Regions from separate parts of the Mus musculus genome. Here all the other regions are linked to region 1. A link is a contact called in public Micro-C and promoter capture Hi-C data. All regions are on one chromosome and are shown on one strand. The core of a region is the stretch at or near the end of the contact, and the rest is flanking DNA. Distances in the headings are between cores, read along the strand shown. Region 1 holds the start of Cpsf3 (cleavage and polyadenylation specificity factor 3). Region 2 holds the start of Lpin1 (lipin 1). Region 3 holds the start of Pqlc3 (PQ loop repeat containing). Region 4 holds the start of Pdia6 (protein disulfide isomerase associated 6). Region 5 holds the start of Nol10 (nucleolar protein 10). Region 6 holds the start of Hpcal1 (hippocalcin-like 1). Region 7 holds the start of Klf11 (Kruppel-like factor 11).

The links. Promoter capture Hi-C pulls out the DNA fragments that hold promoters and counts their contacts. Hi-C and Micro-C count contacts between places; a contact is called where the count stands out from the background.
Region 2: a contact with region 1 is called in a promoter capture Hi-C map of cranial neural crest. The contact joins the promoter of Lpin1 here to the promoter of Cpsf3 in region 1. A contact is called at or near these places in 3 of 39 promoter capture datasets (cranial neural crest, frontonasal cranial neural crest and maxillary cranial neural crest).
Region 3: a promoter capture Hi-C map of cranial neural crest shows a contact between it and region 1. The contact joins the promoter of Pqlc3 here to the promoter of Cpsf3 in region 1.
Region 4: a promoter capture Hi-C map of pre-B cells shows a contact between it and region 1. The contact joins the promoter of Pdia6 here to the promoter of Cpsf3 in region 1. A contact is called at or near these places in 7 of 39 promoter capture datasets (the HPC-7 cell line, cranial neural crest, embryonic stem cells and 4 more) and 2 of 484 Hi-C or Micro-C datasets (B cells and the G1E-ER4 cell line).
Region 5: a Micro-C map of the G1E-ER4 cell line shows a contact between it and region 1, with 8 times the contacts expected there. The contact joins the promoter of Nol10 here to the promoter of Cpsf3 in region 1. A contact is called at or near these places in 7 of 39 promoter capture datasets (the C10 cell line, the HPC-7 cell line, cranial neural crest and 4 more) and 2 of 484 Hi-C or Micro-C datasets (both in the G1E-ER4 cell line).
Region 6: a promoter capture Hi-C map of second pharyngeal arch cranial neural crest shows a contact between it and region 1. The contact joins the promoter of Hpcal1 here to the promoter of Cpsf3 in region 1. A contact is called at or near these places in 7 of 39 promoter capture datasets (the HPC-7 cell line, cranial neural crest, embryonic stem cells and 4 more) and 1 of 484 Hi-C or Micro-C datasets (CD8 T cells).
Region 7: a promoter capture Hi-C map of pre-B cells shows a contact between it and region 1. The contact joins the promoter of Klf11 here to the promoter of Cpsf3 in region 1. A contact is called at or near these places in 4 of 39 promoter capture datasets (cranial neural crest, frontonasal cranial neural crest, pre-B cells and 1 more).

What each region holds. Positions count from the first base shown.
Region 1 is chr12:21,284,186-21,288,173 of GRCm38.p6, forward strand. Cpsf3 (cleavage and polyadenylation specificity factor 3) reads left to right here and starts at 2,112. Exons shown (of 18, transcript NM_018813.3): 1 at 2,112-2,359. The coding sequence starts at 2,310. Itgb1bp1 (integrin beta 1 binding protein 1) reads right to left here and starts at 2,099. Exons shown (of 7, transcript NM_008403.5): 1 at 1,921-2,099. It overlaps Gm25821 (a small nucleolar RNA gene), which reads left to right and starts at 3,742; the gene lies at 3,742-3,874.
Region 2 is chr12:16,588,028-16,592,015 of GRCm38.p6, forward strand. Lpin1 (lipin 1) reads right to left here and starts at 1,743. Exons shown (of 21, transcript NM_015763.4): 1 at 1,691-1,743.
Region 3 is chr12:16,998,042-17,002,029 of GRCm38.p6, forward strand. Pqlc3 (PQ loop repeat containing) reads right to left here and starts at 2,077. Exons shown (of 7, transcript NM_172574.2): 1 at 1,772-2,077. The coding sequence starts at 1,914.
Region 4 is chr12:17,264,400-17,268,387 of GRCm38.p6, forward strand. Pdia6 (protein disulfide isomerase associated 6) reads left to right here and starts at 2,190. Exons shown (of 13, transcript NM_027959.4): 1 at 2,190-2,252. The coding sequence starts at 2,234.
Region 5 is chr12:17,346,645-17,350,632 of GRCm38.p6, forward strand. Nol10 (nucleolar protein 10) reads left to right here and starts at 1,849. Exons shown (of 21, transcript NM_001008421.1): 1 at 1,849-1,975; 2 at 3,872-3,917. The coding sequence starts at 1,910. Gm46336 (a long non-coding RNA gene) reads right to left here and starts at 1,758. Exons shown (of 2, transcript XR_001780553.2): 1 at 1,638-1,758.
Region 6 is chr12:17,689,066-17,693,053 of GRCm38.p6, forward strand. It overlaps Hpcal1 (hippocalcin-like 1), which reads left to right and starts at 1,744. Exons shown (of 5, transcript NM_001361645.1): 1 at 1,744-1,981.
Region 7 is chr12:24,649,485-24,653,472 of GRCm38.p6, forward strand. It overlaps Klf11 (Kruppel-like factor 11), which reads left to right and starts at 1,887. Exons shown (of 4, transcript NM_178357.3): 1 at 1,887-2,082. The coding sequence starts at 2,041.

The DNA of each region.
Region 1 (3,988 bases), core at 862-3,361:
TTTGATATCTGCTGCTGTTCTGGGTGTATGTACTTAATCAAATTGTTCTTGCTTCTAAATTATTCATGCTTAAAAATGAGCCAGGGGATGCTATCTGTCAGCTGAAAGTTACACAGATTCATCAAATGCAAAAACTGCCAGAGGCTCCGACCTGCTCCTCCCTCGTCTCTCCCACTCAGGCAATTAAGCCATCACTGGTAGGAACCAGAAAATCATCAATCCCTCACTGTTCTTCAACCTTCACATCCAACTAAGGACCAGGATCCCAGGTCCATGGCAGACTCTGCCTCAGCTTGGTAACCAGCCCCACATCTTTGGGGGGAACTAATGGCATTCTTTCAGCGTGAATGTGATGATCCTCAATCTATAGAAAACGCCCAAGTTCACAGTCTGACACACTTAAAGAATCCACACACCCACTATAGAGGCTTTGTGGGTAAAAGCCCTTACTTTTAAAAAAAGAAAAGGTGTGTGTAGGAGTAGATTGCCCCTGGAGCTGGTGTTGAGCCACAAGCACCAAAACTTGGATCCTCAATAAGACAGGTAGATGCTCTTATCCACTGAGTCAGCTCTCTGAATGAATGATCTTGTCCTACAGAACTCCTTGTGGCTCTAAGGTCTGCCTCCACATTTTAGCCACAAAAAGAAGGAGGAGGGGGGCTGGAGAGGTGGCTCAGCGGGTAAGAGCACTGACTGCTCTTCCCGAAGGTCCTGAGTTCAATTCCCAGCAACCACATGGTGGCTCACAACCACCCGTGATGAGGTCTGGCGCCCTCTTCTGGTGCATCTGAAGACAGCTACGGTGTACTTACATATAATAATAAATAAATCTTTAAAAAAAAAAAAGAAGGAGGAGGAGGAGGAGGAGGAGGAAAAGAAGATAACAATGATTTCTTTCAAACACAGATCAGAGCTCAGTATTATTAGGCCGTTGTTCACCGGTGTCCTACTAAGATTTGACTACTAAGATTTGACTAAGGAAGGTCAAATCCCTCCAGCAAGAACCCACCCAGGGCTCTCCAACCACTCTCTCTCAAGCTTGTCTTCAACAATGAGCTACACATCTCTCAGGAACGCAAAGCCACTTTGGTTCTGAGCGGTTCTAAGCTCCTGTATGTTCTTATACTATCTAACTTTCCCTCCCACAGAACTCTCATTTTGTAAGTTCCTTGGCAACTACTTGCCTCGCACAACTTATTTCGGGCCTTTTAAAGAAAGCCTTCCTTGGACTTTCAGGTTGGACTAAAAGACATCAGATCACAGCATTAAAATGTCATCTTCTTCTTTAAACTCCCACTCCCTCAACTAACTAGTGCAAGGCGAGGCTGAATTGGTTCTCAGTAGATAGACAGTATAGCGGAAGAGGACTCGTTACAGGGTTCTGACAATTGCCCTAGGAGGTGATATCCAATAACGTCGCCAAGATGCTCCAGAAACCGCTAGCCCTCACTCTGGCCCATCTGGAGCAGCCGGTCCCTAGGGTCATCGGAGCCTTCCGAGCAGTGAGAACGCCCAGCTGCATTCACGTGAGTCAACCAAGCCAGAGATTCAATAACTTGTCCCACATCACAAAGTTTACTTGGGGACCCCGACAAGATCAGGCTTCCAAAGCTCTGCACACATGCCTCGCACAAGTGAGGATGTAGACAGCTAACTCCAACCCCACCTGGGTGCAGCAACAAGCAGAGGGAGGCCTCAGGGTCTTGCGGAGCCTGGTCCCCGGGGAGGCAGGCGGTAGACCTGTCACGGGAACGCGGGTCCCTCCCTGACCGGGCGCCGAGCTCCTCTTCCTTTCCCCGGTTTGCACTCTGTCGGTGCCTCAGCCTCGGGACGTGGAGGGAATGGGAGGACGGCGGGCTGCGGGGTACTCCCCACACACCCGCACCCTCTGGCCCGGCTGAGGCGAGGCCCGGTTCTCACCTCGCCTCCTCGGCTCGTTCCCCGGTCGCCCCGGTCTCGCGGGGTGTGGGATGGTCCAGCGGCGGCGGCCGGTAGGTTATTCCAGTTCGTATTCCAGCTCCGGCTTTGCCAGTTTTCCTGCCCTGGTCCGCTGGGCCACGCCCCTATCATGCGCAGGCGCAGTCTTTAGGCCGCGCCTCCAGTTCCTTAACCGCACCTCCGGGAACCTAAAGAACCTCGTTCTCGAACCGGAAGTTGGAGGGCCGAATCTAGCTCCGGGAACGCTAGAGCGCCGGAAGTTGTGTGTTGGTGGTGGGGGTTTTTTCTTCTTTGGTTTGCAGTAGCTGTGCTTTGAATTTAGAGACTGCGGCGACGAGTTCGTGGTCCACGCTGCTCCTGAGACTGCCAGGATGTCTGCGATTCCTGCAGAGGAGAGCGACCAGCTGCTGATCCGACCCCTGTAAGGGATGCGCTAGAGAGGGAGCGAGCCCCCCTCCCCGTATGTGTGAGAGCCTGGAGGGACCCCCGCGGAGGCAGCTGCGGGTCCAGCCTCTCAGGTTCAAGGGATTTGGAGAACATTGATCGATGGGCTATCTAGGTTGAATGTCATTTTTCCTTCAGTCTCGGGGAGGGTATTTTGGGGAAAAAAAATCCAGGTCATTGGGTGTTTTCATAAAGAAAGGGTTGCCAATTAACACAAGTCTGGATCTCGTACATCAGAGCAAGCCTTGAGGGAACCGACAGATAGAGGACACTGCAAGGAAGAACTGCATCTGCCTCCTTTCCAGGACCCTACACGTGCTCAGATGGGCGGGGAAATTAAAGACGTGGTGTATGTACTTTGAGAGCTCAGACCTTAGCAGAAGGTAGGAGGAAATTGGAGAGGGGAAAGCTGAGGCGTTTCCGCGAGAAATTAAGAGCTAAATCACCATAAAAGATTGGTTTTAGTGGAAATGGCGTTCTGGAATATTTTGTAGAGAATTGCCTCACACATTTAAAGGTGCAGAACGTACTGGATGAGCGGTGAGACTCATCCAATACACGTGGTTGTTGTTCAGCATGAGACACTATTTGGCACCACATGAATGTGTACATTTTCAAAGGCCGGAAACTATCTCCTTTACCCACTCATAAAGTAAGATTTACTGAGCACTTACCAATGAATGTACCCAAGTGATGCTGTCATCTCCCTATATACACTAAGCAAATATCAAACAAAATCACCAGGCATGGGCTGAGTTCATTGATTTCACGCCTTTGGTGAAATTGTAAAGTGGGGAGTGCTGGAATGAGTTTGTGAAAATAGACAGCTACGTTGGTGTCAGACCTGAAACCCAGTCTTCCTGTTTAATACGGAAGTAGCCTCAATGAACCCACTTCCTCATGTGGAAAAAAGCACTCACTGTGAGGAGTGCTTGCTCTTGGGCAGTGCAGTGATACCAGTGACCGTGCTCAGTGCTCATTTTGACATCTGTTTCAGGAGTATAGGTCAGCACTGTGCTGAGTCTCAAAACAGTTGGAAACTCTTCTGACAGATCTCACGCATTCTGGAAATGTGATTGACATTCGAGCTAAGGCTTAAAGAGTTGGAAAAAATTAAAGACAGTATTGGAACCATAATGTTCCAGGCGCACACAAAAGGTTCTGATTTATGGCCAGTTTTACTTTGGTTGCAGGTAACAGATTAGCAGACGGATTGGGGCAGGCTATCTCTACCTTATGAAGGACCTTGTATACATACTAAAGAGCTTGACTGTTTATCACACCAGTTATAGTAAGCCGACAAAAGATTTAAAGCAACTGTGTAATACAGTGGGAATTAGATTAAAGTTGTGGCTACTTTCCCTTTTGAAAGCATTCATTCAGTGGCCTTTTGCTCGTGAGCCACTGAGCTGTCCTGAAGGGGCAGAGTGAAAACATCACTTTTGGGGGAAGTGGTGACATGTTGTTTGCTTCAATCAGTGTTGTGACAAGAAAAACAAAGAACAACTCCAGTGTGGTAGACGAATATGGACGAAGTGAGGAGAATCTGGTAGGATGTAATCACAGTCCAGTCCTGAGTGATGAGAGCTGGTAGCCAGTGAAAGGG
Region 2 (3,988 bases), core at 493-2,992, 4.7 Mb before region 1:
GCCAATTCACCCACCAGCCTGCACCACTCCCTTCTGTTTGATTTTCAAAAGGCTCCAGAAACCAAGAACACCAACCCCATACCTAGCTATTCTGAAACAAGATACCTGTGCCCCTAAGCATTCCCACCCGCGTGCTTTTCAAATCAATTTATACCTTTATTGGTCCCTTACAGACCCTGAACCTAAGAGAGAAAAGACACACAAAAAAATGGATTCACAATCTAAGGTGGGGAAAGGGTGTGCCAAGTTATGGACCAGGGGCTAGCCTTGGGTAGCCAGGACCAGCCTAGCCCTATAAAGGGACCTCAGTGGTACCCTGGGCTGCCCCATCAGGGTGTAACAATCCGAAGTTGTAACAACCTGGAGCCTCTCGGTTCATCAGTCTAGTAAACAAAGGGTGGCCTTTCCCTCACTCTAGATAGGGAGGCTCCCAAGTGATGTCTCTGGCCCATGGATTTCCAGCTATCAGTAGTCAGTTGTCTTGCCATCTCCTGACCTTTCCCTCTCTTTAGCCTGAAGCACTGAGAGCAATAGATAAGCAAAGACCCACCCCAGCCTCCCCAGCAGACAGCACCCCACACAGAACAGCAACCAAGGATCCTATCTCCTTCATCTGAACCCCAACTTATCACCCAGGCAACAAGACTGGGCATGTTGTCCCTTTCAATAAAGTGACAAGCATCATAAGAACATTGCTGACTGCCACCTAAAAAGGGTAGAAATCACGTGAGGTGGGACAGCCACCAAGACAAAACCAAGCTCAGCCCCAGGCTTCCCAATCCAACCACCAGGCCCTACACAAGCAGGAATAAGGGCCAAAACACACACCCACACACAAAACCCGTGACAGCAGAAGCGCGCTGTCGGCAAACAGGAAGCTTTGTCAACACAGGGAATCAACACAGTGGGATCTTTCAGCCTTTCTGGGAACACTAGAAAGTCCCCTTAGTGGTGCAGATATTAGTCCTTAACTGCTTTCATTCATAAAACGTATTTTATGGAACAAAGGATAGATAGTATATGTGTGAATCCCCATGGGCCGCTATCCTCTCCTCCTAGAACCGTTACAGTCTTCCCCACAACTTCACTACCCAGTTGGAAGCTTTTTCCCACACGCCCCAGCCCAGCCCAGACCATTGCTTTCCTTCTTGCCTCCTGCCAAGGAGGGTGGGCGTCTGGAGCAACTACTGGCCACACAAATTATCAGCCAGCCACCTTGACTCTGTCCCCTTAATATGACTTAATATTAATACTTAATATGACTTCCAAAGCATTGCTTTCCCTCCCATATTCCCCCCGGCCTTTCCCAGATAAAAGTGCCTGCAGCTACTAAGGGAGCCACAGGCCCAGTGCCCACCAGACTGCAAAGCTGCAGAGAGGCCTGCTGCGAGCTTGATTATCTAAGAATCCCGGTTCCCAGTTCGCTGCCACCCAGCGGAGGCGTGCCCTTGGGCACGAAGGTCAACCTACCAGCCTAGACTCAGTTTCCTTGGCTGCAAAGCCTGAATCCTAAACCCTTTGGGATACGTCTCATCCGGGTCTCGGACCGCCACGGGGTCCCTGCAAGCTTCGACACCCCACGGGAAGGCCTGTGTCACAACACGGCCCACATCGCCTCCCTGCGGGGCCCCACGTCTCAGTAATGGGCTTTGGGGCGCAAGCTGGGCCCCGGGTCCCCATTGCTACTCACCAAGAGGATTCACGAGCAGGCGCGCACGCGTGTGGCTGCCTTTGTATGCAAACAGCGGGCCGGAGCGGCTGTCAGCTAAAGCACGGCAAGGGGCGGGGCCTGAAAGGAGGCGGAGTCTCCGGGGCGACGCCAGGGGACTCTGGAGGAGCGTGCTGCTGGGATGCTTTCAGAGCCCACAGACCCCCCCCCCACCCCACCCCACCTCCCACCTCCCTCTCATATCCCCGCCTCCCCCTTCCCATCCCATCCCTCCCCAGACTGGACTGTCTGCCTTGGCGTTCCAGGGAGTAGGCAGCCAAAGTCTTCTAATTCCACAGCCTGACCCTGTTTTGACCTTATGTCAGTTTACAATTAGTTCTTCCCCTGATGTGCCTGTCACAAGCTAGGGATCAATTCCTAATCTTAGCACTCCCACATCCTGCCTCCCTCCTGGCTAACATTCACCACCAGTCAGCAGAGCCAGGAAGGAATAAATAATAACAGACAATGCCAGGTCTGGGGGTGGAATGGCTCAAGTCAGACCAAGTCACTCTTAAGTGTCACGAGACTACTAGGAGACAAGGACTCCTATATCCCGGGCTTGCCTCAAGCTTTCTATGGGTTCCTGGATGACCCTGCACTTCGGATCTGCCTATCTTACCTCCCAAGTGTTGAGGTTACAGGCAATCCTACCCCCACCATGCCTACTTTATGCGAGCCGGGAATGGACCCCAGAGCTTCACATCCGCTAACTGAGCTACATCCAGGTAATAAATATCAAATTATATATACAACAACCCTCCGAAGAGTCAGTGCTTTCTGGGGGACAGAAGAGCAAAGACCTTGAGGAAGACTGCTGGAGAACATATACCTGGGGTCTCGTAGACCAACAGAGAGAGCCCAAGTATAATGTACCTGTCACCGGAAACTATATGCAGAAATATGAGTCAGAAATGGATGCCAGCCACAAGCAACCCAGGAGAGGGAGGTCAGAATGATGACGGGTGCGTCCCACCTTGAGAAAAACTAGTTCGTGGGGAGGTCCAGGGAGGAGTGGCTTGTGTACCCCAAACTGGTCCTAAAATCTACGAATCTAAAGGTGACCACGAACTTCCAATCCCTCTGCTTTCCGGTTTCTGGAATTACAGGTCCCCACCCCCACCCCCACACTGGGTTTCCGAGGCACTGGAGATCCCTCTCAAGGGATTCTGCCCACCAAGCAAGCTAGGACCCCAGTCCAAGACCAGGCCACCGAAGACCTGCAAGGGAACTGAGCCAGGCTGGGCTGCCTCCACCCCAGTGCTCAGGAGATCAGCACAGGCAGGGTGACTCTGAGCATAAAGACAGAGGTGGAAGCGCTCCAGCTGCACTTGGGGCAACACAAGTAGCCACAAGGGTTGTCTCCGCTGCCCACAAAGTCCTGGGGTTCTGGACCCCAGAATGAAGGCACCCTGCCCCACCTCCATCATCTCCTCCATCCTCCACACCCCCACCCCAAGGCCTTCCAGAAAGCATGTCTTACAGTCTTACATTCTGTCATCTAAATAAGGTCATTTTTATTATTATTATTTTCCAGATTTGAAGCAGGTGGAGGAGAATCTGAACACATAAAGTCCAGCCCAAAGCCCTTACCCCACAAATGAACCTGGGGTCTGGAACCCGCACACACAACCGCAAACGCACCCAGACAGCTCTGAGTAGCAAAGATAGGACCAGCTTTGCCTGCTGCCTATAAGAAGATCCCACAAACAGGTCACTTATCTCAGAAACATTCACTAGGTCACAGGAGATGGTCGCACTATACAAAAATTGGAGTCTCTGAAGCCCAGGTGTTCTAACCCGGCAAAGTCTGGAGCCCCCCTGGTGGGGCCCTAGGCAGTGTTTTGTCTGCAGCCACGCTCCTGCCGCTGAGCTGTGACTCAGCCAGAGAACTGAGGTGATCCCCTGAGCCAATCCCAGTACCTGCTGTGTTCAGCCCAAGTCGGAAGAGGGGAAATAACCTAATGACTCTAGCTAGAGGAGGAAGGAGCCAATCCTGGGCTCAGCAGTACAGCATCCTCGATTCCGTACTCAGTTTTACAATCCAGGAAGTGAGCGGAGGTGTTGGTTAAGCAGGTCCTTTGGAGGCTGGAAAGGAACTTGTTAAGTTCTTGGCCAACACTGACTAGATTTTCAATTCTAAAATCCAGTAGTCCTAGGAGTGGGAATTCTATAAGGACTTGGTGGCTGCAGCTGGCTCCCTGGTCCCTCAGAAAGGACAAGCATCATGCAGGCGTCCATCAGGATGGGACAACAGGCTATGCGGTGCTGAAAATTGCT
Region 3 (3,988 bases), core at 827-3,326, 4.3 Mb before region 1:
CTTCAGGGTTACCTACACTGCCTTCCACATCACACCATCACTTGGGAAAACTAAGGTCCAAAAGCCAAGGCCATGTGAGGACACAAGGGTTAGAGTCTCACCAGGAGATGTTGCCCTAGTTCTGGTTATGCTTTTAGGGGGACCCCTGTGCCCTGGGGATGGTGCATAAGTAACTCTGTTTTTCAGGTTTCTCTAAAGCAATCATCAGCCAGGCATGGAGTCTCTGGTGTCATTAAAGTAGGCTCTGGCCAAGATCCAGTTCCCTCAAGTCATGATTTTAGAGTTTGAGCTTGAAATCAGAGGAGGGCCTATGCCCCCAAGGAATCGCCTCTGGTGTATGAAAGCTGGTTTGACAGTGGTGTCCTTTAGTGTCTTCCTGATGCCTCAGAGACCATCTGGCTGGTGAGGGGCAGGCAGACAGGCAAGCAAGGCCCAGGAGGGAAGCAGAATTGTAGTGACCACCCTACTCATGGAGGGAGAAGGAGGGGGAAGGGAGCTAAAGAAGGGAAGGAGGAGTCAGAATGTAGACCGACAGGATCCAGGTAGATTGCCGTCCTATCCCTATTGTTCCTGCCTCTGGATTAAAACAACTTTACCAATAAAGCTGCTTGAGGATTTGCCTGTAGGGGCCCCAGAAGGACCTTCAGAAAGTTCTCAGGAACTAGGAACCATTGTAGTCTGGCGGAAGTAGGGATAAATAACTAGTAGATTTCAATGGTGGATCATATTCGTGCCTTCTGGCCACAGAACTGGTCTTAACCCTGCTAAGCCCACCTACTGCCTCAAAGGGAGAAAGGGAGGCCTTTGGGAGTTCCAGAAAGAGCCTGCTATTTACAGCACGACCTACTGCAAGACCCTTCCAGATCCCGGGGAACATTCCATGGCCAGAGCTGTTTTCTACTGGAGTCAGCTGTTGGATTTGAGACCATCTCTGGTTGAGTTTACGAATTTAAAGCCAGGCAGCAAAGAGTTAGCTACAAGCAGAATAGGAGACGTTGGGCTGGCACTCTGTAGGCATCCCTGAGCTTTCTATTCAGTCCTGCATCCTGAAGCCTCAGCTTCAGATGCCTATGAAGAATTTAGCAAACCAGAGGTCAAATAGCTCTCCTGACTTCACACCCGCATCCTCTGCCACAGCCAGACTGTCACTTTTGCATCCTCCAGTCTGTCTGTTGCCTTACCTCTCACCCTGACAGCCTTCTCCCTTCTCTGAAATTCACATACTCTTGTACTGTGCAGCCTTACGGGCCAGAGACCCTTCAGAGCCCCGCCTACCATCAAGCGTCCCTGGAAAGGTACACCTTGAAGCACCGCACCCCTTCCCCAACTCTATAGATGGGCGCGCCCCACTGAATGGACACAGGACCAATGGGTGACCGTGGGGTGAGGCTAGTGTCAAACCGAGAGGGCTCAGCCTGGTGCAAGATCACAGGACTTAGGGGTGTGTTTTCCGTTTGCTTTTTCCAACCAAAGTTTTACAACTTTGCCCCTTACTCTACTACATAGCCAAGGCTATTGAGAACTTGGCTCCTGCAGCAGTCACAGGCCATCCCTACCCGTTGGACCCCAGCTCAATTTTCAAACGTCTACTCAAGTTCCCCATCTTCGCTGAATTTGTAAAATGGGCATGCTCAGGCAAATCGTGGAATTTGGGAAGAAGCAGGGGAGGTGGGTGGGAGCGCCCCGGGTAAGCACCTCCTAGCCCCGAGCCCCCGAGTTAACCCTTGGTTTCCCGGACTCCCAATTCCTCGCAGGCCTCCCGGGACCTTACCCCGCCAGCTCCAAAAGTAAACTAGGGAGGCTGATGCCCCGCGCGCTGCGCGCCGCCAGCTGCGCGTAAATCTGCGGCAGCTTGAGTGCGGCGCAGACGCCCAGCGTGCTCCAGTTGCAGAACCATAGCAGTCCGGCCTCCATTCTGCAATCTCGGACGTGCCGGGCCAGGGGGGTTCAGGATCTTATAGGTGAGAACCGGAGGCTCAAAGTCCAAAAAGTCCTTCCGCCTTGCCGCCGGCCGGGTCCCGCCCTGATCACGCCCCGAGCTGCTGTGCAGCAAGTGCGCTCCGCCCCGAGTCTGCTCCACTCAAGATGCTCCCTACCCCTTTAGTCTGTTCCGCGCCCGTGCGCCCCGCCCAGAGTCTGCTCCGCTCGGAGCGCACCCCGCCCCAGTCTGCTCCGCTCCTAGCGCACCCAGCTCGGAGTTGGCTTGGCTCGGGATGCTCCCTGCCCTGTGTCTGCTGTGCTCCCGGTCCTTCCAGACTCCAGGGCGGTGGTTCTGTCCTGCCCTGTGTGCGCACTGCCTGGAGTCTGCTCTGCTCCCGGTCCTTCCAGACCCCAGGGCGGTGGTTCTGCCCTGCCCTGTCAGGCACTGCCAACTGCTGATTCACTTTCCGGGTTCCACCCAAGGGTGCTCCTCCTCGCAGAGTGGAAACGCCCGAACAGACTAGCCTTCTCCGGGGTTAGGTGGGCCCAGGGCCTACACACACACACACACACACACACACACACACACACACACACACACACACACACACACACACACACACACACACACCAGGACACACACACACACACCAGGACATTCACCCATAGGCTCATTTTCCTGTTTTCTCATGCAAATTGGCCTTGAACTAACTAACTAACTAACTAACTAACTAACTAACTAACTCTCTCTCTCTCCCTCTCTCTTTCTCTCTCCCTCTGTGTGTGTGTGTGTGTGTGTGTGTGTGTGTGTGTGTGTGTGTGTGTGTGTGGCCTAAGCCAGCCTTCAACCTCGGATCCACCTGCTTCCGCTTTCCAAGTGCTAAGATTTCTAGTGTGTGCCACTGCACCAGGCCGTTGACCTTGTGGTTTGAGACAGGATCACGCGACCCATGTTGGCTTTTTCCTACCTTCTTTTGGCAAATGCTGGGATTACAAGCTTGTTCCATCGTACCCTCTGAGAGCCCACTCTTTCCAACCTTCCCTCCTCTTTTTATTTTTATTAGGTTTTGTTGTTGTTGGCATGTGTGCGAGTCTGTGATTGAGTGCTTGTGTAAACAAATGGACAACCTCAAGTGTCATTCCTCCAGGACTGTGTACCGCCCCCCCCCCACTTTCCCTTTTTAAGGTGGATTCTGGGGATCTAATTCAGGTCCTCAAAGGAGTTGGTAGATGACTATTGATAGGGGATGTTGCTGCTGTTTCCCCTCGGTTGGGTCCATGCTCTCTCTCATATGAGGGCAACTGATCGCTGGCTGGAGAGCTCAGGGCCCATAGCACACCCTTGGAAGGTGAGTGTAGTGGGAGTGTCATGAGGTCCCTCTCCTGTAGTGCTTATAAACTGTAAACAGTAGCTTTGGGGGAGGGGGAGGGAGGCTGACAACCTGACTGCAGTCAGTGATGCAGTTTTCTTTCCTGAGTCATCACCCATGCTGGGTGGTGCAGTGCCTGTATCACTTGCAGTCCAGTTAACAATCCCAATAGATGCATTGTCGACCAAAGCTGCACATGATGGGATTGATTCTTTGGGCTATTGGAGCCCTACCTGGGGAGAGTTGGCACCTCTGTATATCTCCGCAGGAGAAACAACACAGCGGGGAGGAAACCTGGACACCCTTTAGGCGCGAGACTGGAACGGGGGGGGGGGGTGTCATTTTCCCTACCTCTGGAGATCACTAGGTTATGAGGCAGAACACTAATTCTGTGCTGTAAACCAGCACACCTGCCTTCCTGCCTCCAGTCTTCATCAAGTGTGCGCACACACACACTTGAGCCCATATTTTAGCTATGTTGCTCATCAGTAGACAATTCTGCTCCTAAGAAAAGTAGACAAGAATGGGGATCCCAGCCAGCCAGTTCTGCTGAGTTACTCCATATTGTGTAAGCAAGCAGCTTTGCCCCAGTGACTCCATTTTACAAAGTTGCAATTGCTCCATTTTGAGGGTAAATGCTAACATAAAAGGATCTCACATCGCATGTACGCAAACAATCCCCTAAATCTGTAGGCTAG
Region 4 (3,988 bases), core at 940-3,439, 4.0 Mb before region 1:
CCGTGTACAGTAGGCTTCATGGAAAGGTCCACGTTTGCCTTACTCTGCGACAGATTAGATGGGGACCTCATGAGTCATGAAATGGACCAGAACTATTACCACTATCAGGACTGGTTTTGAGTTAGGACTATGGTGTTGTTCACATAGCAGGCCTAAAGAGGTAGAGTCAGCTGGTAGCTTCAGAATGCACGCCCCTTTTTGACACGTTGTGGCAGCTTGATGGTTCATGTGAGGAGGAGGAGGCTGGGTTAAGGAATAAGAAATGAGGGGATCCCCTGCAGGTGATCAGAATTAAATTCCTACGTCTGGATGAAAACAGGATTTCATTCCCAGTCCTTATCCGTCAAGGGAAAGGATCTCACTGGAATTCCATTTTCTACAGCTGCATATTTCAGGGGGAAACACAGAAAGCTGAGGAAAGCCTCAGAAAAACAAGTAGCATTTCACCTCAGGGCCTTCCAGGAGAACACACCGCCCAACTATGTCTCTCTGCAGACCTCACACACCTCTGCTCTGACTCCACACATAGCTCTGTGATCACTGGCACCTTCCTGCAAAGGTGGAGCTAACCAAGGTTCCAGAGGGACTTCCTGTCCCAAAATAAGCAGTGTGCCTGCTGTGGACAGGAAAGCTTGCCAATGGCTTACAAGAGTCAGCCTTGTGGTTCTGGTGCTCCTTGGAGCCTCATTTGCCTGCCAGTCTCTCCAAAGGCACTCCTAGGGCTCCACCTTCCAACAGGGCACCACTTCTCCTGGAGCCCTTTGCCCAAGAGAGCTCTGGCCAGGGTCAGCGTTGTTTTGTCATTCAGTAAAAAGAAGCTATTATTGTTGTTAAAATTTTTATTAGCATTTAAAAAATTTAGACAGGATCTCATGTAGTCCAGGCTGGCCACAAACTGACTGTGTCGCCAAAGCTGGCCTTGAACCCCTAATTCTCTTGCTTCCTTTTCTTTAGCGCTGGCACTACAGGTGTGTTACTGTCTTAGTTGGGGTTACTGTAGCTGTGATGAAACACCATGACCAAAGCAACTTGGGGAGGAAAGGGTTTGGTTTATCCTTCCATGTTGATTATTCAAGAAAGTCAGGGCAGGAAGGCAAACAGGATGGGAACCCGGAGGCAGGAGCTGAAGTAGAGGCCACGGAGAGATGTGGCTTACTGACGCGCTGCTCAGGACTTACCCTCAACCTGCTTTCTTATAGAACCTAGGACCGCAAGTCCGGGGACCGCACCACTCACAATGGGCTGGGCCCTTTCAATCACTAATTGAGAAAATGTCCTACTGTTGGATCTTATAGAAGCTTTTTTTTTTGTTGTTTTTGAGGTTTCCTCTAGCTTGAGTCAAGTTGCCATAAAACTAGCCACCATAGTCACCATGCTGTGTTTCTGTGGTGCTAGGGATCCTAGCCAGGGCTTCACGCATGTTACTCAAGCACACCAACAGAAAGGCATCCCCTGCCATTATTTTTCTATTGTGTCTCACTCTGTTAGCCTTAAACACCTTTGTAAATATTGCAAAGCAATACATTTTAGCCCTCACCCCCAGAGCCAAGAACGATAAACCCCGCAGTTTATACTCTGAGGGTCTAGGGGCACATGAGTGAACAAGGCTTTGCAATCAATTTAACAAAATAAAGTTTGGAATGATACTATATACAGAATAAGTTTGGCAAATGGTTTTCACTGAATGCTGAGTCCGCGAACAAAAGAATAAATAAGGTCCCAAACACACTGAAGTCTTAGGACTATTCTCCCGACATAAAGGGACAGTTCAAGGAATGAGAGCTGGAAGGGGCCACGAGAGAGGCAAAGAGGAAAAAGAATGAAAGCCAGGAAGAAATGAGGACCCCTTAGTCCTGGGTTTTTTGTTTTGTTTCAGTTAACTCAGAAAAAAATTAGGGGAACAAGGGGTACCCCGCAGGAACAGGGCCGGAGGTCCCCTGACCCCGCCCCTTCATTCCCCGCCCATCCTCGCCCTGCCCCGCCCCGCTCCGCTACTCCGCTCGCCCCCACCCCCGAGGAAAAAAAAACAAACCGGTAACCTCTACCCGGCCGCTTTCAATTGGCCACGCACATGAGCGAAGTCCACAGAGACCAATGAAAGGCGGCCACGGCGTGGCGAGCCCTTCCGGCCCGCCTCCGCGCGCCGGCGCACCGCCCGCTAGAAGCCGAGGGCGGGACGTGGGCGCGGCAGAGCCGAGGCAGCGGCGGCACGGACAGAATGCGGGTGATCGGCATGGCTCGCCTGGTGCTCGGTAAGCGCGGGCCTGTGGTGGGAAGCCGGTCGGAGGCAGCCTGAAGGGCCGGGGCCGCGAAGCAGGGCCGAGTGGAGGGACGAGTTGCCGGGCCTGCCTGGGGACTTCGCGGCGAGCTGGGTGGGAGAGGCCAGGTCGGGCCCACTACGGGAGGCCCCGGGGAGTCGGAGACTTGCAGCCTCTGCTCCCCACGAGTGCGGTCCGCCTCCGGTCCAGCTCAGCCTTCACTTTTATAGGCAGATAGCAGAGGCCTGTCCCGAAGGTGTCTTAGAAGTGGGCAGTGCCCACTGACCAAGGCCTCACAACTCCTGAGCACTTAAAATGCCTTTGGTCGTCCACCCAGGTGTCCGGGAATGATGTTTAGCGACTCGTGGGCGAATCTGAGGGGCCCTCATCTCCCGGCTGTCCTTGTAAATGGGCCTATAGTTTTTGACATTAGTTAACTCAGCTGATCCTGGCTAGAAAGTAGGAGAGGGAGGTGGATCCCTACACCACTTCTCCCTCCATTTACTAGTTGAGACCCGGAGCATATTTTCTCACTGCTCTGCCAGCTTTTTTCAACCGTGTTCGCCCCATGAGCTATAGTACATATTTAAAGAGAGTAAGCAAGAAAAATACTACTTTCTGGGTTACTGTAGAGAGCAGATGAGAGGGAAAGATTTAATCTTTGGTTTTCCAGTGAGTGCCTGTGAAAAAGTGATTCTATCAATTAACTCATTATTTTAATAAGGTAGTCAGCCTTTTTTTTGGCTACCCTGCTGCCAGCGGCTGCCAGGCAGAAATGTTACTGGTGTGAATTTATAACACCCTTAACTGCTACAGAGATTGAATGGGAAGCCACAGATGGCAAAACCATCTGCACGCATAGATTGTGGACCCTGGGAGTTCTTTTTTTCCCGGTGGTGCTCATTATCACTGTGTAGAGTGGCCATGTGAATTTTAGAAGCAGGATTTGATGGGTCAGCATTGACCTATTCAGCCATAGTAAACCACCACCACCACCCCGGGTGGGGGTGGGGCTGTTGCTTGGAGAGCAAGTGCAAGGAACAGTGTATTTGATTCTTCCTAACCCTGTTAGATCATCTTAGAGCCATCAGTTGGTAGGCTGAGGCAGAACTGGGTGGTTCCACTTCTCTTGGCCATTAGGGCATCAGGGGAGCAACATGTTCTCTGCAGGCTCCCACAGGGATGGAGGCTCCATGCCTCAGGAAGGCATTCCTCTTCCATGGCTGATATAGTAAGACTTCTGTCTTTACACTTTGCCTAGTTCCTTGAGAGCTTCTCTTAACAGATGGCTACCCTATCAAAGGTCTAAGACCTAAGCACCTTAAAAGTTAGGGTGGCCATCAGTCAGAAGTCGATTATAACAAGGTTACATGGGAGATGATTGGTAGTCCGTAATGACTTTACCTTCCAAGTGTCTATAACTAGACTTTTTTTTCTACCTTTCAATTTTCACAAGACTCAGTGTATCAAACAAATATGAATTCATGACAATTTCTTTTTTTTTTCTTTTTTTTTCGAGACAGGGTTTCTCTGTGTAGCCCTGGCTGTCCTGGAACTCACTCTGTAGACCAGGCTGGCCTCGAACTCAGACATCCTCCTGCCTCTGCCTCCCAAGGGCTGGGATTAAAGGCGTGCGCCACCACTGCCCAACTTCATGACAGTTTCATAAACAAGATAAACTTACTAGGCATAGTAGCATGTGTCTTTAATCCCAACACTCTGGAGGCAAG
Region 5 (3,988 bases), core at 599-3,098, 3.9 Mb before region 1:
GTAAACAGGTAGAACTTGGGTATAAGGGCATGGGAGGTATTCTGAAGTCCAGCACAGCAAACCTTCAGATATGACACCAAATGCTCAAACATCTAGGTGCTACAGGAGACAGTACTGAGCTGAAACAAAATGGCCTAGGATCTTTAACCACATTAGAAACAGAACACATCAACAAACTGTCCAATGTTCTTGCTTTGATTTTTCTTTTAAAATGTTTATGTATTTATTTATTTGTCTATGGACATGAACATGCCACTGAGGGTATATGGAGGCTGGAGAATAATTGGCAGAAGTCTGTTCTCTACTTCTGTCATGTGGGTTCCAAGGACTCAGGTCATCAAGCATGGTGGCAAGCACCTTTACCTACTGAGCCTTCTGCCCAGGGTGGCCTTGAATTCACTATATAGGTATTATCTTCAACACCTCATCCTTTTGCCTTCTCTGAAGTGCTGAGACTGGATGCACACACCACCATGCCCAGCCTTTTTCATTCTTCCCTTTTTTAATACTACAGAGATGCCAAGGTTTAGATCTTCAATATGGGAACCAGAGGCAGAAACGGGCTACTCTACAGATTTAGCCAAGGTGACTATGAAGACAGCATTGAGCTAATAAAAAGTGCATGGTGGAACAGTGAATTAAGGAAGCTGGTTTTAGAAGTAGGCAGTCATGGTGCTGGCAGGCAATTGTGGTGATAAATAGATCACAACTAAGGTCTGGAGGCCAGAGAATTTTCTAGTTTTGAAGACACAAAATAACTTTTGATTGAGTTGAGATATTACACGCTAAGTTTTGGGATTCTAACCTCTTTATACATTTATTTATTTATTTATTTTTGTTGAGACTGTAATCCAGGCCTTGGTAATTCTCCAGTCTCAGTCTTTTAGACACTAGAATTTTAGGTGGGGGTCACTGTGCCTCGCTTGGGAATTGGCAATTCCTCAGTCTAATTTGGAATACGAGCACAAGAAGGTACTGTTTCAATCACCTAAGTCAAAAATTCTTGAGCACATCTATGGGTGATCCCAGAGGAAAGATCAGTCGTCCCAGAAAGGAGTGAAGCAGCTGTTTGAACTTTAAGGGGCTGACAGGGACCTGCAACTCAGCACAAGGTGGTCTGAGTGGTGTCTACATGGCACCATCTTAAGACCTGGGAGTCCGGGGACTGTGCCAACACTACTTGATAGAGAAACAGCACAGAAAAGTTCTGTAGCAGATCGCTCTGCTCAGAAAGAAAAGGCTTCCACCAGAGTACAAGCCTTTGCAAAGCCAGCAGGAACTAGTGAGCCATGGCCCAGGGGCAAATGAAGATGAAAGCACCCGACCGTAGTTGCCGAGAGGGCTTGAGTGGACCCTGACTATGAGAGCGTAAGTGCCTATCAAAGAGTCGACTGGAGCCAGGGTTTGATAGTGGTTTCACATGACTTTGGAGAAAGCATTACTTAACCATTCTCTCTTTCCCAGACTCGTCTTTTCATAATGTGTTTGGAAGAGGATATAGAGAAAGACTGGCGAGGGTCCTCTGCTGTTAGAAAGTCATCCCAAGGCCTCTGATGTGGACAACAGAACTTCCTAAAAATGGTAAGTGGTTATAACTGTCACATTCTAGTCTCAAACGATATCAGGTTCAAACTCACTTCCCCATCTCATGCTTTCTCGTACGATTTTTCTTTTCATTTTCGCTTTTTCCAACCCCAGAGCACATCTCCCCGGACCCGCTCTTGCCGCCTCTAGTGCCTCCGCCCTGGGGCAGCCTAGTGAGCGCGCACTTCCGGAGCCAGGAAGTGCGTCATCAGCTCGCGCCAGTTCCCGCACGTTGTGCCGGTTCGCCTCGGGTTTGGATGCTAGGGTATTCGGGTGGGCCGGCGTTCTGTGACTGCGTGCCGGGCTCCGGCTGCTCCGCGCTGCGATGCAGGTCTCCAGCCTCAACGAAGTGAAGATTTACAGCCTCAGCTGCGGCAAGTCTCTTCCCGAGGTGAGTTCTCGCCCCCTCGCCATCGCCCTGGGAGCGTGTATCTCTAACTTACCATCGGCTGACCGTGGTGGCTGGTTTTATGTCAACTTGACACAAGCTAGAGTTAACTGGAAGGAGGGAATCTCAATTGAGAAAATGCCCCCATAAGATCTAGCTGTAGGACACTTTCTTAATGATTGATGGGGAAGAGCTCAGCCCTTGGTGGTGCCGTTCCTGGGCTATGGCTCTGGGTTCTATAAGAAAGCAGGCCCAGCAAGCCAGTAAACAGTACTGCTCCATGGCTTTTGCATAAACACCTGCCTCCAGGTTCTTGCCCTGTTTGAGTTTCTTCAGTGATGGACCGTGATGTAGAAGTGTGGCTGAAATAAACTCTTTTCTCCCCAAGATGCGTTTGGTCATGGTATTTTATCACACTATAAAAACCCTAAGACAAGACCGTTGTTTTGCCTGCATTGGGTTCACGTGTAAGAACGTGCTAACTGTTTAGAAACTACTCTCACGTGCTTTAATTAAAAACCTTATTGCCTGAAAACAGTCAGAGCAATACAGTCACAGACTGCAGAGAGGAGGACTGTGGCTCACCCTTAGTCTGTTTAAAGTCTCATCCTGTTCCAAATGCAGACTGCCTTGGTGTATACTTAGGGTCTAGGGAGGTGAGTTCACATGTTTAGAGATTATTTTGCCATAACTAGTAAGAATAGTACATTGACTTTTCCCTTTTAGAAAGGATTTTTTTTTCTATTGGGGGCATTTAACCTCAAATTTATTGACGTTTTAAGCTGGACAAGTCTTGTTGCTAGTGTTGTTTGCCAGCATCCCTGGTCCATACCTACAAGATCCAATTGTGATGACAGACTAAAATGTAAAGACTTGCCATAAGCCATCTGGGAAGCAAAATTGTCCCGGTAGAGACCCAGCCACTCAGTGTCACGATAACTGACTAGTGCTTTGGTTGCTGTTCATTCAACTGTTGCCTGTAGAAGAAAATCAGCTTCCAGTGAATGTGCTGGTAAAAACCACTTCTTATCCAGGGTCGTCTATTAGGCCAGTCATAGGTCTGTTTCTATTCTTTGTAAGAAATACATTTGGCTGGCAAAGAGACACGTTTATAATCCCAGTGCTTAGGGCGCTGAGACAGGACATTTGTGAGCTTGTGTTCAGCCTGGGCGACAGAGCTTACATTGTGTGACTCTATCTTAACACAGGAATATGCACACACATTGGGTGCACTCACTCCATATAGAAATTAAAACCCATCATTTCAAGAGTTTGCATTATCTTAGCTTAGATGGATTAATTTTATGCTTTTATAATTCTTTGTAAAACAGATGCTTTAAAATTGTTTAGTATATGTAAATATATTTTTTAGAAAGTCCAGAATATGAGGGCTGGAGAGATGGCTCAGCACTTAGATTACTGACTACTCTTCCAGAGGTCCTGAGTTCAATTCCTAGCAAACACATGGTGGCTCGCAACGGTCTCTGATATGATCTGATGCTTCTGGTGTGTCTGAAGACAACAACAATGTACTCACATATATAAAATAAATTAGTCTTAAAAAAAAGCTGGGAAGTGGTTAAGAGCACTTTCTCTTCTTCCAGAGATCCTGAGTTCAATTCCCAGCAACCACATGGTGGGTGGAAATACTTTATTCTGGGATCTGATGCCCTCTTCTGGTATGCAGGCATACATGCAGACAGAGCACTTACATACATTAAAAAAAAAAAAAAAAAGTGAAAATCCAGAATATATGTTATCATGGAGTTAAGATTATAGAATAGTCCTACTTTTCATTTTATTATTTCCTGTAAGCATACATTTTCTCAAATGAACATTATTTTGCATGTGGAAGATAATTTAGGTGTGTTTTAAAGTGCACTGTCTGCTTTCTCGTAGTGGCTTTCTGACAGGAAGAAGAGAGCACTGCAGAAGAAGAATGTCGGTGAGTATGCAGGGTGCTCCAGCTTGTCATCTGCCTGTGGGCAGTGTCCTCAGTTCTCTGGCTCTCAGGCA
Region 6 (3,988 bases), core at 494-2,993, 3.6 Mb before region 1:
GCCCCTTACAACCAAGTAGGTTCATATGACTAATTCTGGACCAAGAATGTGGGCAGAGATGACTCAGACTACTTCCAGGCCCAGCTCCTAAAAGACCTTCCTGAGGTACCATTTCTGCTATCTTAGTTTTGTTTGTTTGTTGTTGTTGTTGTTTAAATGAATGCTGAGAGCCAGTAGTGACCTGCAAAGACCTTAGGTTCTGCTGAGGTCACTAGATAGAAGCCAGAGGGTTTCTGGGTGTCTGAGTGAGGCCTCCCTCTTTTGTGTTGAATGAGAACAAATAGGAGACCACAGAACAAAGCAACCCGCCCTAGCTAACAGGATATCTGAAGGCTTCTGCCTCAGCCATCCACTTTCTGGGAACCTCCTACCTGTAACCCTAGATACCTGTGTGGTGCTGTGCTACAGAAAGGGGCAGACTGACCTCCCGTGGGGTCTTTACTGAGAAGGAAGCGATCATGGCCAGAGAGACCCAAAGGTTAGCCCTCGAAATCAGTCAGGTGGTGCGCTGTTAACTCTCACAGCTGTCATTCCCTTGAGCCCTCTGGGTTTAGTTTTGCCTTTCTGCACCAGAGGCAGGGAGGAGTGGAGAAGGCCCCAGAGCTCCACCTCCGAGCTGCTCTACTACAGGTACCCCTGGCAGCCTCCTGAATAGTAGGAGTTCACTCACATGTTTTTGTGGAGGAGGATTTGAAGGAGGGATTTGAGTTTTTCCCTAGAGACGCCAGAGAGACAGTTTCATCTCTGCACAACAGGCTCGCCCAGCTCCTCATATAAGCTGTTTCTGTGGTTACCTGTCTTCTGGGATATTTGCAGTGGGTGGGCATGGCAGGTGCGATCTGCCAGAGTATGCTGGGAGTCTGAAGGAAGCACCACTGGGACCCACAAGGCCAGATGTCCCTATTATGGGAGATGTCAACCAAGCCCCCGCCTCCTCACCAGGAAACTGAAACCACACTGAATGTCAGGGAGGCAAAGACCCCAAGAAGGATTCTGGATCTCCTCGTTGTCCAGTTTATTGGTGAGGAAACCGAGGCTGAGGGAATCCAAGGGTTTTCTTGGCAAGATGGCTGGATGAGTTAGCAGAAGTAATTACAGCTGGAACGTAGGTCTTCCACCTCCAGGCCAAGCTCTTCTCTTAAACCACGCGCAGGAAAGTGGGTGACAGATGCACACGGGACTGATGTGGAGAGGGAGGAGATCCTTGCAGGCATCCCAGATGGTCCTGGGGAGCCTAGGGCAACTCAAGCCTCTTTTCCACTTCCCTGGCCATTGGGACTGTACTTCCTTCCAAGTACGGCGGGGGCGGGGGCGGGGGCGGGGTGGGTGGGTGCTGGCGTAAGGCCGGCCCTTTTGGGCACCGCCTCTCGGCCTCTCCCCACCCGCAGGCCAGAGGCCAAGGGTTAGGGAGGTGGGGCCAGTGCTCGGCCCCTCCCCTGCTCTCCTTCCCCTTCCACCCCCCCAGAGTCTCCCCGTCCCGAGTCCCAGTGGCCTTAACACCCATCGTATCCTCTGCTGCGCTGAGAATCTGCGAGTGATCAGGGAGCTATATGGACCAGAGTGGGCGCACCGAGGGTCCAGCAGCGGGTGTGGCAAAGGGCGGGGGCGTGACCAGGCTGCGGCTGAGGCGGGGCTAAGACTGGGGGCGTGGTCGAAGCAGGAGGCGGGTCCGTTGGAAACTTGAGTGCCCGCCCTTGCGATGCGCCCCGCCCCGGCCTCCGCCTCCGGGTCCCGCCTTCTCTTCCCTTCCTTCCCGGGCTGGCGGCGGCTGCGGGTGGTGGACCTGCAGAGCGGCCGTCGCCCACACCTCGCTCTCTCCTGGGCCGGCGGATCCTTTTGTCTCTCCGAGCGGCGAAGGTCGCAGAGCAGGCGCGGCGGCTGCGGGAGCGCAAACGCCCGCTCTCTCGGTCACCTCCCCAGCCTCGGCCACCGCAGAACTTGGGCTCGAGAAGCCAGCGGACCGCGTCCAGCTCCAGAGCCGGTAGGAAAGGGGAAACTGCGGGACTGCGGGGTTGCATGGAGGGAGCGTGTGTGACCCGCTCGCTGCGACCCGGCTGTGAGTGAACGGGTGTGTGTGCGCCGGTACTGATGGTGCCTGTTTCTCTGCGTAGTGGGCTTGCAGCTGACCGCGGACGGTGGCGTGGCTCTAGAATGGCGTGTCCTCGTGGGGATCGTTGCGCTCGATGGGATGTGCACTTTTCAGACTACGTTTGTGGAATTGTGTGTCAGGGCACAGTTGCCGGTGGGGATGGGGACTAGTGCTGGCGGGGTCGAGGGGGGAGCCGCTGTGCGCAGAGTGGGGGTGGCGGGGTGGGCGTGGGCGGTCTGCCCGGGCAAGCTGAGCCCCCGGTTGGTGTCGCTCCGCGCAGTGCGTAGCTCAGGAACCTGAGGGTACGACTAGAATCCGATGGGCAAAGTGCCTGCCTGGTGGCAGCGGGCGTTGACACCCCTCACGGGGTGGGGTGGGGGCGGCAGGTCCACAAGGTTCACTTGGATAATTGTGAGCTTTGATGAGGGATGGGGACCCGCTTGGCTGTGTTCAGCTCTGGGACAGTGGGAAAGACCAACCCAGCCCTGGCCTCGCCGTGACCCGCCCTGAGACCTGAGCCTGACTGAGATGGGCCACCTTTTTGAGTCGCAGTTGGCGTCTGTATCAAGTGAGGGCGGCCCCTCAGGGGCTATCTTGACAGTGTGAGAACGTACTACACGTAGTTCTTGACCCAGAGTCTTGCGCACAGTAGGTGCTCTTCATTGGATTCTCATCTCTTTAAATCTTTTTCTGCCTTTATTGAGGATGACGCTCTCATTTCCTCCTATACGGTGGTTTGTGCCTCCTTCCTTGATCTAACTTCACAGCGAAAGCTTGGAGAGATTGAGAAAGTTTAGGCGGCTGGGTGCGTTGCCTTCTCTCCGCACCTTACTGGCTGCTTGACACGGCCTTCGGGTGTGCGGGGAGCTCGCAGCGTAGGGCGCTAGCCCGGAAGGCTCCTGCGCCCCGGCAGCGTTCCGGAAGGCTGCGACTACAGACTCGCGAGCCCTTTTGTTCAACAAGTGCTTGGAGGATGTCGATCTGGAATTAGAGTTGCGTTGAGAAAGTGGCCGGCTCTGTAGACTGGCAGTCTGGGGTTTCAGGAACCTTTCTTCCCGGCCTGGTCATTCAGGAAGCCACCCTCTATTCTAACCACTAACAAGTCCACCCAGAAGAGGGTGTTCGCCAGGACTCCAAATCCTGTTAGACACCCTCCACCCCCACCCCCAAGCCCCGCCTGCCTTGACTCCCATGCAGTCAGCCTGATACAGGAGGATGAGGTCCGGGTGGCACCCTCCTTCCAATTCCACCCCTTCATTTAAGAAAACAAATGTATTTAGTATTGAAACCTGGTAAAACTGCACTATCCTGAATATGCATACTGATCTTGGCAGTTCAGCCTACCCCATTTCAGTATTTGCACTGCGCCAGGCAGAGGGGCGGGCATGGGGCTGCGTCAGGGACCTGCCAGATCCCTTGATTATTTCCCCTCCCTACCTTGTTGTTCTCAGGATCCTTCCCTGTTTAAAAACAGCTTTTAAGCCAGGCTCTCGAAATGGGGCACTGGTGGGAATGCTTGCCACCTGCCTTTGTATGGGATATGTTCCAGAGTCCTGCATGCTCTGTGGTGCTCCCTACTTATTCTCTGTAAGAAGCTGGAAGGTTTAGCAGGTGTTGTGACATTGGAGCAGAAACCTCCGGTTTGGGTCCTTTGATTTGTCTCCTGAGTCCTGAGGTCTTTGAGATGATGGCCATCCAGGGATGTCATAAGCTGATTTTTAAATCCTGATGTCAGGGACTCACTTGGAAAACCACCTGTTCTCAGTCTTATCAAATGATTTATATCCTAAAGAGAAAAAGGCAATTGGTTGGAATCTTATCTCCCCCAAATCAGATTCAATAATCGTTTTTTAAAAACCAGTCTGGCTTTCTCAGCTCAGAAGACAGACCAAAAAGCTG
Region 7 (3,988 bases), core at 637-3,136, 3.4 Mb after region 1:
CTGGTGTAATTTCTTAGGAGCCACCCACCCTGGTTCTGTCGGATTTGTTTAAGACAGAGTGTCTCATTGGGATTGGGTGTAGGGACCTTGACTTGGCCAGGCTGACTGAACAGTGAAGCCCAGTGTTTTCTGCCTGTCTGGACTTCCCCAGTGCTGGGATTACAGGTGTGTACCACCATGCCTAGCTTTTTATGTCGGTTCTAGGGGTGGACCTCGGGTCTTCTTGACGCAAGCTCTTTACCAACTGAGCCACACACCTCCACTTCCTATGTAAAAAGTCCATTCTGCTCAGAGCTCTGCAATCCAGGAAGGCTAATTCTGCTCACCCTCTGACATGTGTGTGTGTGTGTGTGTGTGTGTGTGTGTGTGTGTATGTGTGTGTGTATATGTGTGTGTGTATGTGTGAAGGGGGTCTTCCTGCTGGATTATGACACAAGAGTGTCACGTGGTCAGGTAGAGTGAGCAAACTAGCTGGTCTCTCTAATTTTAAGACCCCATAACCCTTCCTTAATCCCAATCACCCTCCAAAGGCTCCCTCTCCAAATACTATTAACATATTACTCTGGAGATTATTCTCCAACACATACGCCATAAAACCACGTGTGGAGAGAACAGGAGACAGTAGGGACGTTGGATGGGGCGGAGGCATTATAGGTAAGGGTGAACACGGGGAGTCAGAAATTCAGTGTGGGAATGAAGCAAAAACAATTTAAACAGGCCCAAGTAGAAGACTAACTCCATGTGTGTTAAATGCCCCAGTAGTTAGACATGTGAATTCACCTTTAAACACTCCTACTGTTACTTTCAACAAACTCCCTTTCTTTGGTTCACTTAATTCCATTGTCAAGCCAGTGTGAAACTGAGGAATCAGGGTTGCAACTATAACCCTTAGGCCTTACCAGCTTAAGGACAGGGCTCTCTGCCTGCCTGCCTCTCTGCCTGCTCACCTGTCTGATAAAAATAGGCAGCATAATGTCCAGCTCCTGTCTGCTCATATCAGCAATGATTCTCCCAGACCTCCACTAGTTTCAAGGCTCTGCAGTGAGGCATCAGGGGGTTAGTAGAGGGGTGCCCTATTGCTGCACTGTAGGTTGGAGGTGGGCACGACATACTGCATGCATTGACCTCTGCTCTCCAAGACTTGTGATGAGTGTACATGAATAACCGCACCTAAAGGCCCAAGGGGAAAAAACGGATACTCAGGATTTGGGTCAGGTCTCACGTAGGCCTGAGGACACCCCAAGTGGGTGTCCTTTGTATGGCCACTGGGGAGGATGCGCAGGCTTCATTAGGTACATGTCGAGTGGCTGACTACACGGCTGTAGTTCTTTTGTAGCAGAAGGCAGATTAGAGTAGGAAGAGCATTTGATCTGGCGCCATGCAGGAAAAAGCGGATGTCGTCCCTAAACCCAAGCAGCTTTCAAGCCTCTTCCTGGGCAGAGATGCGGTCCTAAGAGCCAACGACAGCTTAAAAGAAATTAGAGACAGGGTGAGGCCGTCCCTGTGGGTCCCGCCTACCAGATCCGTCCACGGCGTGGGGCCAGCGCGCGACCTCTGCGAGCAGCCCCTGCGGCAGAAGAGGACCTTACTGCGGTCGACTGCCGCCGCGCCGCCGCCGGGACCTTTCCCCTACTTTCCAGGCCTCACGCCCCGCCTCTAGCCCGGACCAAAACACGTGCCGCCGCCCGCCCCGCCGGATCACGCCGCAGCCAGGCTCCGATCACGCGCCCCCCCGCGGCGCCCATTGGCCCGCTTCTTGCCGGCCTGGCGCTGATTGGCTGGCGGCAGAGGCCATGCCCCCAGCAGGGAGCGGTGTATTTTGGTTTGCCCGCGCGCCCCGCCCAGGGCCGCTCCCTCCGTGGCGCCCCGCCCCTCCCGCGCCTCCCGGGCCGCGCGGAGGCAGAGCCGCGCGGCAAGGAAGGCGGAGGTGCGCGCCGGGAACAGACGCTCGGGACACCGCCGCCCGCCGCACACGTGCAGCCTCCGCCGCACGCAGGGCTCCTGCCTCGCAGCATTGCTGCCTGCAGGCCATACGGCACCATGCACTCGCCGGGCTCCACCGGCCCCGGCGACGGGCGCGCGGTAAGTGACGGGGCTGAGCGCGGGACGAGACGGGGGACGCGGGAGGGATGGCGACTTCTCGCTGCGGTGGGGGCTGCGGATTTGCTCTGGTCCGGACAGGGACCCGGAGGCTCGGCCGGGTCAGGGTGGGGAGGGGGGTGTGTTAGCGCGGCAGCCTGCCTTCAGCTTTGTCTCTGGTCCGCTGCGGCCCCGCCCGGCGCGGCTATTTCCAGCCATGACGTCACCCGAATCCAGAGGAGGACCGCTGTTGGATGTGGGCGCGGCTGGCGGGAACTTGGGGGCGGAGTCAAAGCTGGGGCGCAGCATGGGGGCGTGGCCAAAGCTAGGGCGTGGGCAAGCGTGCTTGGAGGAGATATTGGGGGAACTAGATGGGACCAAGGCGAAGGACATGGTGAAAGCACCTGGTAGTAGTGTAAGAGGGCGGAACCGAAGCTAGAGAGCTTGGTGAGAACCTCTGGTAGGACTGTGGGGCGGGGCCGATGTAAGAGTGCATAGTGAGAGTTTATCTAGGGGCGGGGCAAAGGCTAAGCCGAAGGGAGGGAGTGTGGTGAGAGCATCTGGTAGGAGTGCAGTGGGAGGGGCTGTGGGTGGAGCCAAAGTAAAGGTATCTCAGGAGGGTGTGGCCAGAGTGCCTGGATGGGGTTACGACGGAATGAGGAGCAAGGCAATAGTGTGTCTTGATAGGCGAGTGTGCAAGAGTGTGGTTCGAAGAGGTGTGTCAGCCAAGCTTAATGGGCTGGTAAGGGTAGAGCTGGGCGAAGGGTGGAGTCTAAGTGAGAAGGGGTGTGGTAAAATGGGACTTTGCAGGCTTGGGCCCAGGGACTGAGTGAAGTCATGGCAGGGACCTCTGTCAGAAGGTGTAGGGTGTGGAGCAACAGAACCTGATAGAAATGTAGGGGGCCAGAGAAGTGGTGCGGAGCAGGTTCCTGGTGAGAACACAGTATTACATGGACTCAAGGGAACCTACGTTCGCATTCTTTCCTAGTATGGGGCTGGACATTGATTCCACTTGAAGGCTCATAATCAAAATACCCTTCCAGGAGGTTGTCTGGCCCCTATGGTCATATCTTTGCCTGTTCAGTGAAGGGGAATCTGGACAGACAGGAAGTTTTGAAGCTCAGAAAATATGTATGGAAATATGTGTCTGTAGGCTTAAGTTTCTCTTTTGGACAGGCTAGGTTCCAGTCCCTTCCTCCCCACTCCTGCATGTAAAGGTGACATGGTATACAGGAGGAGACACCTTTCCTGGACTATGGTTGAGCTTTCTCATGCTGTTCCTCTCACCTGACCTCCTCCCTAGTTCTCATAACAAGTGATTTAATGTTTCTGAGTCTGCTGAGGAAGCAGGCAGTCACGGAGGACTGTGCTAGCATGGAACCTAGGTCCAGCCACTGGGAAATTAAGCTTGGGGTAGTGTTTCCTTTCTTAGGGACACCACTCTGGTCCTGCGCTAGATGATCTCACCCACCAGCTAACTGGCTGCTTGGTTTCATCTGCTGCTTTGCCTGTTTCCCTTTCCTACAACACCTTCCTGCTAGCCATTCTGGTGTTTACCTCTAGAGTTAATCTTCATCATTTAGCCAAGAGAAGAAGTTAGTAACCTGTTTTGTTTATTTTATAGCTGTGGGGATTGAATTCAGGTGCACACGTGAGGTAGTCAGGCATTAAACTATTGAGCAATAGCCCCGCCTTGGAACCTTTTTAAGAATCGGGGGCGGGTTTTTGTTTGTTTGTTTTATTTTGTTTTTGTTGGTTTTTTTGTTTTTGTTTTTGTTTTGTTTTTTGTGGAAACTGTTTCTCAACCAAGCCCAGTCTTCAGAGCTTGAAAACAAAGTTGTGTTGAGAGTCCCGTTTGGGTCTTTTTATTCCAAGACAGAGACCATTGCTTTGTTAAGGGTGCTGCACA